Linked DNA regions of Mus musculus: region 2 is linked to region 1. The links are chromatin contacts, called in public promoter capture Hi-C maps. All regions are on one chromosome and are shown on one strand. Each heading gives the region's core, a stretch centred on a gene start, on an enhancer-like site or on the middle of the called end of the contact. The rest is flanking DNA. Distances are from core to core; before and after follow the strand shown. Region 1 holds the start of Agmo (alkylglycerol monooxygenase). Region 2 holds the start of Arl4aos (ADP-ribosylation factor-like 4A, opposite strand).

Region 1 (5,366 bases), core at 2,690-5,189:
CAATAAAGAAATATATATCTAAATCTTCAAACGTAAGAGTGTATGTATATCCAGGAAGGGCATTCATGTTCGTTTCTGACACATGAATCCACATGATTGAAGAATTGATTGATAAACTGAATTGTTATTTCAGGCAATCTGGGTCTTACTCAGAGGAATTACCTTCCACTGATTCTGCCTGTAGTTTGTAGCCACATTTGTAGTTACTCAGCTCATTATTTTATGACTATAAACCTAATGACCCAGTTTACTCAAAGTAACACGTTGACGTGTATTTTTAAGGTTTATTATCTACCCAAATATGTTATGATTTATAACCGGTTAATGTACCTTTTCTCAGATATATTTCATGCTAAATGTCATTTTTTAGTCTGTCTTGATTTCCCACTGTATGGTTCCAAGAAACATTCCAAAGTGATGAGCTCTATTCAGAAGTTCCACAAACAGTAAAAAGAACCAGGGTTGGGAAGCAGGTTTGAGCATGCTCTTTCCCAGCTCAAAGCTCAATTCCCTTGGGGACTTTGCTCTTGGCTCTGATTCTTGGTTAATCCTGATACACTGAAGGTTCCTTCTGTCTGCCTGGTGGGCTTGATGCCTGTACCACTCAATTCACTTTATAACATAGGTCATTTAGTGTTTGTTTGACTTATATTTGTCCACTTTTGTCATTAACATGACTCTATAAAAATATTATTTTAGAGCATTTGTTTTGTACCAGATATCATTTCTGGTACAAAAACGGGTTTGAACTAAAACCCTGATATAAGCAAAACTCTTGATTTCAGGACCCATGAAATTTTGGAGTTTGCTGACACAAAGAGAAGAACCTTCAACCCTACCTAAGATTGTTATGTGTCTGGAATGAGTACAGGAGTCAAGGCACCGACCACAGGTGCCCAACTCAGGCTTAGGAAACAGATGAGCTTTCCTGAAGTTATGCCTATTCGTAGAACTACAAAGGGACTGGAGGCAGCAACATTGATAGCTTTCCAAATCCAACAGAATGTGCCTCAGAGATGTGTCATGACAGGATAATGATGACAAAAGGATACACAACAAAAAAGAAGCTCAACCTCATGTGCACAGAATTTTACTTCAAGGCCAGGAAAATACAGCAGTAGGGTATAACTTCTGCCTGCTTCCTCTAATACAAACATTTGGGTACTAATGGTAATTGATCATATATTATACATTGAGAAATATCTGATTCCTAGAGAAATATTTGTGGAAATTTGTCTGGAACAAAGCTTAATTTCAAGTAGGAACCTGTAAAAAAACTCAGAGCAAGGTCTCCTGTAAGGCAGGTGAAATAGTCACTTTGGCTCATATACATATACATATACATATACATATACATATACATGTACATATACATGTACATATACATCATATATATATGCACACATATATGCATATACATATATATGCACATATATATACATATATACATACACATATACATACACACACACACACACACATATATATATATATATGTATGTATATATAACGATACAAAGGAAACTCAGAAATTAACACTAGGGATATTGAGCATTCTCTATTAAAAATTAAAAGTGAAAATTAAATGCTGAAAAAAGCAAGATAATTTTGAATAATAATAGGTCCTGAACTTTTAGAAATTTATAGGGAGATATGTAAAATATTCATTTGATATTCCCTCTGCTTTACACTGGGAAAGACTTGGATTTTTTTACCTTCTATTCTATACTATGCGACTCACCTTGGAAGCCGAGACACAACACCAGCTGATATAGATGTGAGAGCATCATCCAAACGACCTGATGGTTTCCCTTTGAGAATCCAGCTGATGACTAGTTCAAGCAGAATCAAGAAGATAAAAAATGGAGTCGCCTAGAAAGGAGATTACATAGAAGAGATGCTATTCTGATCCATATCAAGTCCTCTAAATTTTCTGATCAGTTCTCTGATATCTGGGAAGGCTACACCTTTCCAGAGTAACAACATTTACACTACTGGCTTATTTCCACGCCAATGAGCAAGAAAATTTACGCATTTTAGACATACTCTAAAGATTTGTCCATACCATGTAATTTGTAAAATGAAATAAAAGCATAAGTACAAATTTCACTATTATGTCAAGAAAATAAGTAAAATTAGGACAGAAATGCTCCAAGTTCAAGAAAATATATTTAAAATTATTTAATCACATAAAAACCTATCTTTTGACCCTGAACAAGTTTGAGTCACTCTAGGAGAATCCCTTCAAAATACCTTCAATTAGACTTTTTACAAATGAGGCAGTCTAGAACTACTTCTGAATATGACATGAAAGCGGTAGAAACAACATCTGAGACTCTTAGCAAATGTAATTTCCTAAAATTGTATCAGCACCAAATTTTCATTCTTTCAGCTTTGATTCTTGTGGTTTTATAATAATGAGTATGCAACTATCAATCACTGATTAGGTTTAAGCCTAAAATCTAAATAATAATTTAACATTAATATTATGTGTTATATGTCATACCTTATACATTATCTTATCTTATATCTTATGCCTTATATCATCTTATATATAATATTATATACCATATATCGTATATAATATATCTTATATCATATATGATATATAATATATTATATATTTTTAAATAATATAATTCTAAACAAGAATAATTTTTGAAGACAGGATTGGTGCATCTTTCTTCAATAAACAAAATGGCAATATCAAATCTCAAAATCATTATGAGCTTCAATTTTGTGAACCCTAATAATGAGGTGGAAGTTTTCTAACTGAGCTTTCAAGAACTTGCTCCATGATGTCATAGTTTCCCTATTTCTGGTCTGAACTAGTAAGTGTTGTAGGAACAACTTTGACAGGGTGGGGAACATTATTGCTCAGGCTCTAATTCTGGATATTTCCACTTCCAATCATGGCCAAGCAACAGAAGTAAAACGATAGGGGAAAAAAATGGTTCAAGTTCAAACTTCGGAAGTTGGAGTTTTACTGAGCCAGCCTGCATACCCTTTATTCTGCAGAACTACTCTTCCAAATCAAAGAGGAAATGCCGTCCTGGAGGTAGTAGAAAAGCTAAACATTTTCAAATAAATTTGTTACAATGTTTACTGATGTAGTATAACTATTTAACATTTCTTTCTAATAGCCAAATTTGCAATGCCACCATGTTAAAAAACTTTGAATTTCTTCTTATATTCTAGGGCGAAGAATAGGGAATTTGCAAGCAAAGATGTAGATATTGTACCGAAGTTTGATTCACTTGAATAATTTGTACTTTTGCTTTATGACTGTAAGAAATTGGATTTTTATGAGGCTGTAATAATTTGAAGTAGAAAATTGAACAAATCTTAGGGATATGTTGAGTTTATATAGTAATAAAAAAGCAAAAAAGCCTCTTCCAAGACAGGCTCACCTTTTTTACGTAATCAGGCACCTCTTCAACAGTTTGGAAGGCAGTTTCACTGGGCTCCATCATGTAAAACATCGCTCGCATACCCTGAGAAACTGAAACATTGTCTTGGGCTCCTGGGCTCCTCATTTCTGTTCCTGTCTGATTTCCAGCTGGAGATATTTGTGGTTCTGTGGCAGAAGTGCAAGACTGAACAAAGAAAAGGAACAGTGTAGCACAGAGCGAGCCTTGTCAGAGAAGAGCTGAGAACAAAGATCCACAGAGACCTCAGCCAACAGCAGAGTTTGTGTGCAAAGGCACAGAACACTAGCAGCAAGAGTAGGTTCACAGTTCAGTGGAAGATTCCCCAGGAAGAGGAAGTGGGGGAACAAGGAAGACGTACAGAAACAAGCAAACAATGCAGTTTGCCTGTTGCTTAAGTAACTAATCAACAACTGAAACGAGAAGTAAAGAAAAACAAATAAAGCTTACGTAACTGTGCCTTTGAAAATGAAAGAGGTAACCCAGCAAACAAACCAGTTTTTGAACAAGTGAAAGTTCACTCTGATAAAGTGGTGGAAGTCCAAAACTCAGATCACATGAGCAAAATGACATTTTCTCTAAAAGGCACAATGCCTTTGAATTTGTTGTTTCTTCACAGAATCCTATCTGAGAAGCAATGGGCAGTCTGTGTAATAATTAGTTGCCTCTCTGCAGTCGAGCCTGGTTTCTTTCCCTCTATGCATTTCTTTCTACTCAGCAACTGAACTTCTGGACATTCTGCAAACCAGTTCAGAGTCACTCGGTTTATTGCATAATCTAGCTGTTCAGTGGAAACTTACATGTCTCTATCCTTTTTGTCCTTATTGGGACTCCCTAAGAAACTGTTCAGGGATTGTCATGAGACCTCCCCTGTGCCTTACAAAATGAGTTAAAGTCACTGAACTCTTTTGGAGGACTAGAAGGCACTTGATTGCAATGTCAGGGAATGTGTGGTCCTTTCGTGAATACTCTGACATTAGTCAGAGTGAACTTTAGTCAATATGATTACTATGGAATATTATGGTTATATTGAAAGGAGTGTTGTGTGAAACCTGATATCACTTTTCATGTTGCTGTAACAAAACGTCTGACACAGCAACGTAAGGAAAAAATATGGGTTGACTTTGGATCACAGTTTAATAAATAAATAAAATACAGCCCATCCTGGAGGGACAGCCATGGTAGGGAAAATATAAAATGGATGGTAATATTTTGTTTGCAGTCAGGATACAGAGAAAATCAAGAATCCTGACATTAAGCTGGCTTCCTCTTGTATTGCTTCTTAACTAAATCAGAGACCCATATCATGAGATAGTACCATCCAGACTCATTGTGAGTCTTTATTAGCAAAATCTGAGGGTGCTTCTGCAGGTGTTAGGCAAGGAGATGAACTATGAAGTGATGAGAATAGGAACTGGGTTCAGGTTAGCTTCGTCAGACTTCTCTTTGTCAGAGAAGCCTGATGCCAGGCAACTTAGCTTCAATATATTTAAATGAAATATAATCCTCTGTGCACAAGGAGGTAACAATTACATCAAAACTTAACTCAAGCTACATATCATTTATTCCAAGAAGGTAGGACGTAGAGATAGGCTACCTATACTAGTTTAAGTGCCTAAGGAAGGATCTCCCGTAGATACAAATAACATAGAGATCATTTGGGTAGTTGTCATCTCTGTTCTCAATTGTGGGAGTTTCAGGGAGTGTCTGGCTATATAGATAATGTGAGTGTCATTTATACTATTAGCTCTCTCTGTTCCTGGGTTGTGGGAGCTTGAGGAAGCCAATGGCTTTATGTGTAACGTAAGGAACATTTGAATTACTAGCCGGCTTCATTCTTGATTGTGAGAGCTTGATATGGCTGGTCCAACATATTGCAGACCACCGGACAATTAATTATCTCCAATTCTCATCTTTTGGAAAAACAGAAAGGACAAT
Region 2 (5,078 bases), core at 683-3,182, 2.8 Mb before region 1:
CTGCTGTTTTTATATGGATATTATTGCTTATAGATAAAGCATACAAAACACTTTTCTGTATAGCAGTAGATGCCAAATAATTGAAGCTTTTTAGGGGCACAGATGGTCTGTCTATATTAAATAGTCTTTCTTTCCGTTGGAGTTCTTAAAGACACGTGAAAAATACTTATCTCTCAAATTGAACTCACAGGCTGCAGGCTGCTAGTGGCCGTTCTAGTCAAAAGCTCAGAGTAACACACTGAAGTGCAGCTCAGCAAGATGTTTTCTGCAAGGCTGGATGGAGTCTCACTGTTGTCAGATCTCACCTGCTTTGTGTCTATGACTGCAAAAATGGAACCGAGCATGAAATACCTGTAGGATCTTGATCTCAAAAATACTATAAATGGTGCAGTTTTACCTTAAATTATTTAAGGAGATTTGCAAGCAATTCAAGCTTAATAAAGAATCTCTGTTAAAATTCCCAAGGAGAGCAGTTCTTGAACAAAAGCTTTTCTCCCTTTTTATGTTAATAACTGTAACTGGCTAATGAGAGCCCATACTTAGTTACAATCTTTAGTTCAGATTACATTCAATAACTTTATAGAATATGCCATTTGAGATTTTTCTTCCTAAATTAATGATGCTGTCTTAAAGCTAGGCACTGTGCTTATTATTCCTTAGATTTTTATATCAGCTATTAAAAACAATGGAAATAAGGTGAGCAGTGGTGAGGGTGGTGCATGCCTTTAATCCCAGCACTTGGGAGGCAGAGGCAGGCAAATTTCTGAGTTTGATTCCAGCCTGGTCCAGGGCTACATAGAGAAACCCTATCTTGAAAACCAAAACCAAAAATCAAACAAACAAAACCAAAAACCAAACCAAAACAAAACAAAAAACCCCAAACCCAAACAAACAAGCCCCGAAAACCAAAACAACAAAACAACAGAAAAACTAAACCACAAAGAAACAAAAACAACAGAAAGAAGCCCAATCCTTTCTACTATTCATAAAATAAATACTACTGGCTATGGTAATTTTAAGATCAGGAAATTTCTTAGGAAAGTTACAATCTATCTATCTATCTATCTATCTATCTATCTATCTATCTATCTATCTATGTATCTATTGAGTCACGGTTTACTACGTAGCCTTGGCTGGCCTGCAACTCTCTATGTAGACCAGGCTGGCCCTGAAGCATCCAGATCTGCCTGCCTCTGCCTCTCAAGTGCTTGGCCAGAATCTAGTTTAAAATACACTTTTAAATTGCACTATTATTATAGCCTTCCAGATAAAAATTTCTTGTAGGTTCTACCAAGCTTTAAAATGCCCTTTGTTTGTTTTTCTAAACATCTTTAAAAGATTGCTGGTCACGTTTTATAATTGGTTCATGACCAATTTGGTTCATTCTGTTTTTACAAAGACTGGAATATTCACAAAAACGACAGTTTGCCTCCTAAGGCCAAACATAGTGGTACACAATTACACTATGGAGCCCAATGTGCTTTACCACTAGTCATAAGTTACCAGCTGCAGCTTCATCACCCGTTCTTCTTGGGCTACTGGAAATATTTAGCGTTTCCAAAGTGCGTTTCTTCCTCCTTAATAGGGGCATTGGTTCCTGTTCCAACTTGTGGGGCGTAGACTCACTTAGGAGGTAGCGCTTGGCTTACAAAAGGTAGGCTACCATCCTAGCCAGCACATGCTAGGGAGGGCGGCAGCGCAGACTCCCCCAGGCTGCCTTGTGACGTGACGTAAGGGACCCACCCGGCCAGTGTCCTCCAACATCAAGGACCCTGAATCAACACCGCGGTCGCCCAGAGGCCGCCCTAGGGTGACAGGAAGAGGGGCGGTACCGGCGACGCCCTCCCGCACCCAGCCTGGGGCGGCAGAAAGACCGAGAACCCGCGGCCGAAGCCCCGCCCGTCTGCGCCGGCGGCGGGCGCCGAAAGGGTTGGAACGTGACCTTGTTTGGGCGTTGCTAGGAGACGCGGCCAGCACGCGCGCGCGCGACCCCCGCGGGCAGGCGCGGCGCGAGGGGCGGAGCCGCGGCCCGGAGCGAGGCTGGCGAGCACCGTTAGCCCGGCTGGCGCGCGGCGTCGGCCCGGCCGCCGTCAGGCCTCGCCGCTGCCCGGGGACAGACTCCCCGGCGGCTGACAGCCGCGGAGGCGGGACGACGGAGGACCGTCAGCCAGGTGAGTGGCGCGGGGTCATGTTGGAGAAGAGGCCTGCGGCGGGGCGGAGGCAGTATTGCCGGAGGCGTTCGGTGTGTAGAGGGGCTGGCGCGGCCCAGCGAGCCTGGGCGCACGGCGAGCTGAGGCGCGGTGGGCCGCTCCCGCCGCGTAGGGCCGCGTCACCGTGGCCCATGCTGCAGGTGCGCGAGGCGGCCGAGCGACCGGACCTGCAGCAGGGGCTCGGCGTCCTTTGCGATGCCTGCTCGTTTCCCACTCAGGGCAACAGGTGGTGCCGGAGGGCCGAGAGCGAGCCCTGGCGCTGCCGCCCTGGGAGTGGCAGGCACCCTTGCCAATTAGGGCGCCGGGGCGGGAGTGGCAGGGCGGCCCTGACGCGCTGACCAATGGGATCGCGGGGCCTGGGTGGGCCGTGAGGGTGGGCGTGGCCAGAGGCCGAGTCTGGGCTTCCCTGTGGGGCGTCCGCCAGAGCGGCGCGGAGGTCTCGGTTGAGAGGAGCTGTGGCGTGTTCCTCGCGGGGAGAGAGAGAGAGACACATCAGCCAATGTCCCTCCATTGGAATCCCGACTCCAGCCCGGGAGGTGAGAGCTTTGGTAGCGGGGACGGAGCCAGGAAAGTGAGCCTGGGTGCCGGGTGAGACGTGCCTGGTTAGATCTCCCAGATAGGGCTGCTTTTTTTGAGTTTTCTGCTAAGAAAAGGCACTTTAGTGGTGGATACGGTGACCGGCACCAGATAGTGGCGCCTGGGTTGTCTTCAGAATGAGCTTTTGAGGTTCGGGGATCGTAGAGAATAGAGAAAAGTACACGTTACTGCAGTTAGAGTGGATCGAAGAAAGCCTTTGGGTGACAGTTAGGCATCGTTTGTTTTGGATTGAATACATCTACTACCTCATCTGGTGTGTTTACTCACAGCAAGTTTTATTAAGTCCCTCATGTGCTTATTTTTGGCGAAAGTAGAGAAACCCCATTTTTAATGTGCTCACAGTAATAACTTACTCATTTCCTCCCCAGCAATCGCGTAGCCCGATCACCCAGGAAGAGAAATTGTAAGCAGATAAGAAGAACGCGTTCAGTTTGAGACACCATTTGCAGCTGGAAATGGGGAATGGACTGTCAGACCAGACTTCCATCCTGTCCAGCCTGCCGTCCTTTCAGTCCTTTCACATTGTTATTCTGGGTTTGGACTGTGCTGGAAAGACAACAGTTTTATACAGGCTGCAGTTCAACGAATTTGTAAATACCGTACCTACCAAAGGATTTAACACTGAGAAAATTAAGGTAACCTTGGGCAATTCCAAAACAGTCACTTTTCACTTCTGGGATGTAGGTGGTCAAGAGAAGTTAAGACCACTGTGGAAGTCATACACCCGATGCACAGATGGTATTGTGTTTGTGGTGGACTCTGTCGATGTTGAGAGAATGGAAGAAGCCAAAACTGAACTTCATAAAATAACTAGGATATCCGAAAATCAGGGAGTCCCTGTGCTTATAGTTGCTAATAAACAAGACCTGAGGAACTCGCTCTCTCTCTCAGAGATTGAGAAGTTGTTAGCAATGGGGGAACTGAGCTCATCGACTCCTTGGCATTTGCAGCCCACCTGTGCAATCATAGGAGATGGGCTAAAGGAAGGACTCGAGAAACTACATGATATGATAATTAAAAGGAGAAAAATGTTGCGGCAACAGAAAAAGAAGAGATGAATGGCAGTACCTTTTATATTGGTGTGGAATAGGTTTTCCTGGGTCTGATTTCTGACAAGCTGAAGAGTGTCTACAGCCTGGTTTGCCTGTCTGCCCTCATGGATGCTATTAAAGCTTTGTTTTGTTGAACAGTCAGATACCCAACTCTGTTGCCTTGTGGAAGATGAGTCAATGCAATGCTTCTTAAAGTGGTCTCTTCTCCCTGACCCACAAATCTTTTGGTACTACCATTTTGGGAAGTCAAAAAAGGCTAGTAATTGACCAGAAAACAATTTTGTGGAAATTTGACCTGAAGTTAGTGAAATAAAACTTTGAAGAGTGTATGCCCTAGTGTTTTGTGCTTGTATCTTTTGGGGGGAAGCCTTTGCCAAGAAATTGCAAACGAGGCTTTGTAAACACAAAATGCTAATGAATGGAAATGTTAAGGGAGATCAGTGTGTACACATGCACACACAGCTAAGTTGAACACGCTGCGATAAGAAGGAAGTATTTTTTCTGGAGGTTTTGACAAGGTGGTTTTTAACGTTATTCTGGAAACAATTTAATGCTATCTCTTTAATTCTAGAAAATGTTTAATTTAGTTGGTCTAGCATTAATTAAAATATTTGGGGTATATTCAAGTGCATGGGTTAGTTTTCCTGACAAGCATGTTTTGGTGTATAGTTTTTAGAAATAGCTATGCATCTGTCTACACAGGTTTAAAACAACATTTTGGGGTCTTGGAGCTATTGTAGAAATAGTTCATTGTCAGAAGCGCACTATTACTTGAACCTAAAAAATGACTGATGTAAATATGAGTATGTTGACTAAATACATATGCTTGAATACATGAATGGATTTATAGAGAAAGTGGTGGTGAATTCAGTTAGAGGGAATTACTGTAATACATAGTCTCTAAATGATCTAGTTAAAAGATACTTGTTTTGTTACTATTTACCGGATGGAAACGGATTTTTTTCATATATTTTTGTAGCATTTTGGGAGAAATGAAAGCTTTATAATTACTTGATACACCGTGGAATGAAAATGTAAGGTACCTTTCAGTATGTGCTCTGAGCTTTAATTTTTTTTGTTAATTGGCTGAACAGTATTTCCAGAGCTTCCTAGCTCTGGTTGTAGGAAGAAATGGTACAGTAGTGCAGATAGCAATTAGGAGCCTAGAAAATGAACGGGAGAAGTAGCAAAGCCATTTTAAGACAATTAACTGGTGCTG

The links. Promoter capture Hi-C pulls out the DNA fragments that hold promoters and counts their contacts.
Region 2: a contact with region 1 is called in a promoter capture Hi-C map of hippocampal neurons, with 8 times the contacts expected there. The contact joins the promoter of Arl4aos here to the promoter of Agmo in region 1.

Annotation. Positions count from the first base shown.
Region 1 is chr12:37,240,212-37,245,577 of GRCm38.p6, reverse strand. Agmo (alkylglycerol monooxygenase) reads right to left here and starts at 3,939. Exons shown (of 13, transcript NM_178767.5): 1 at 3,411-3,939; 2 at 1,742-1,872. The coding sequence starts at 3,536.
Region 2 is chr12:40,034,931-40,040,008 of GRCm38.p6, reverse strand. It overlaps Arl4aos (ADP-ribosylation factor-like 4A, opposite strand), which reads right to left and starts at 1,932. Exons shown (of 3, transcript NR_166749.1): 1 at 1,504-1,932; 2 at 189-322. Arl4a (ADP-ribosylation factor-like 4A) reads left to right here and starts at 2,022. Exons shown (of 2, transcript NM_001039515.1): 1 at 2,022-2,171; 2 at 3,176-5,078. The coding sequence starts at 3,263. The coding sequence ends at 3,865.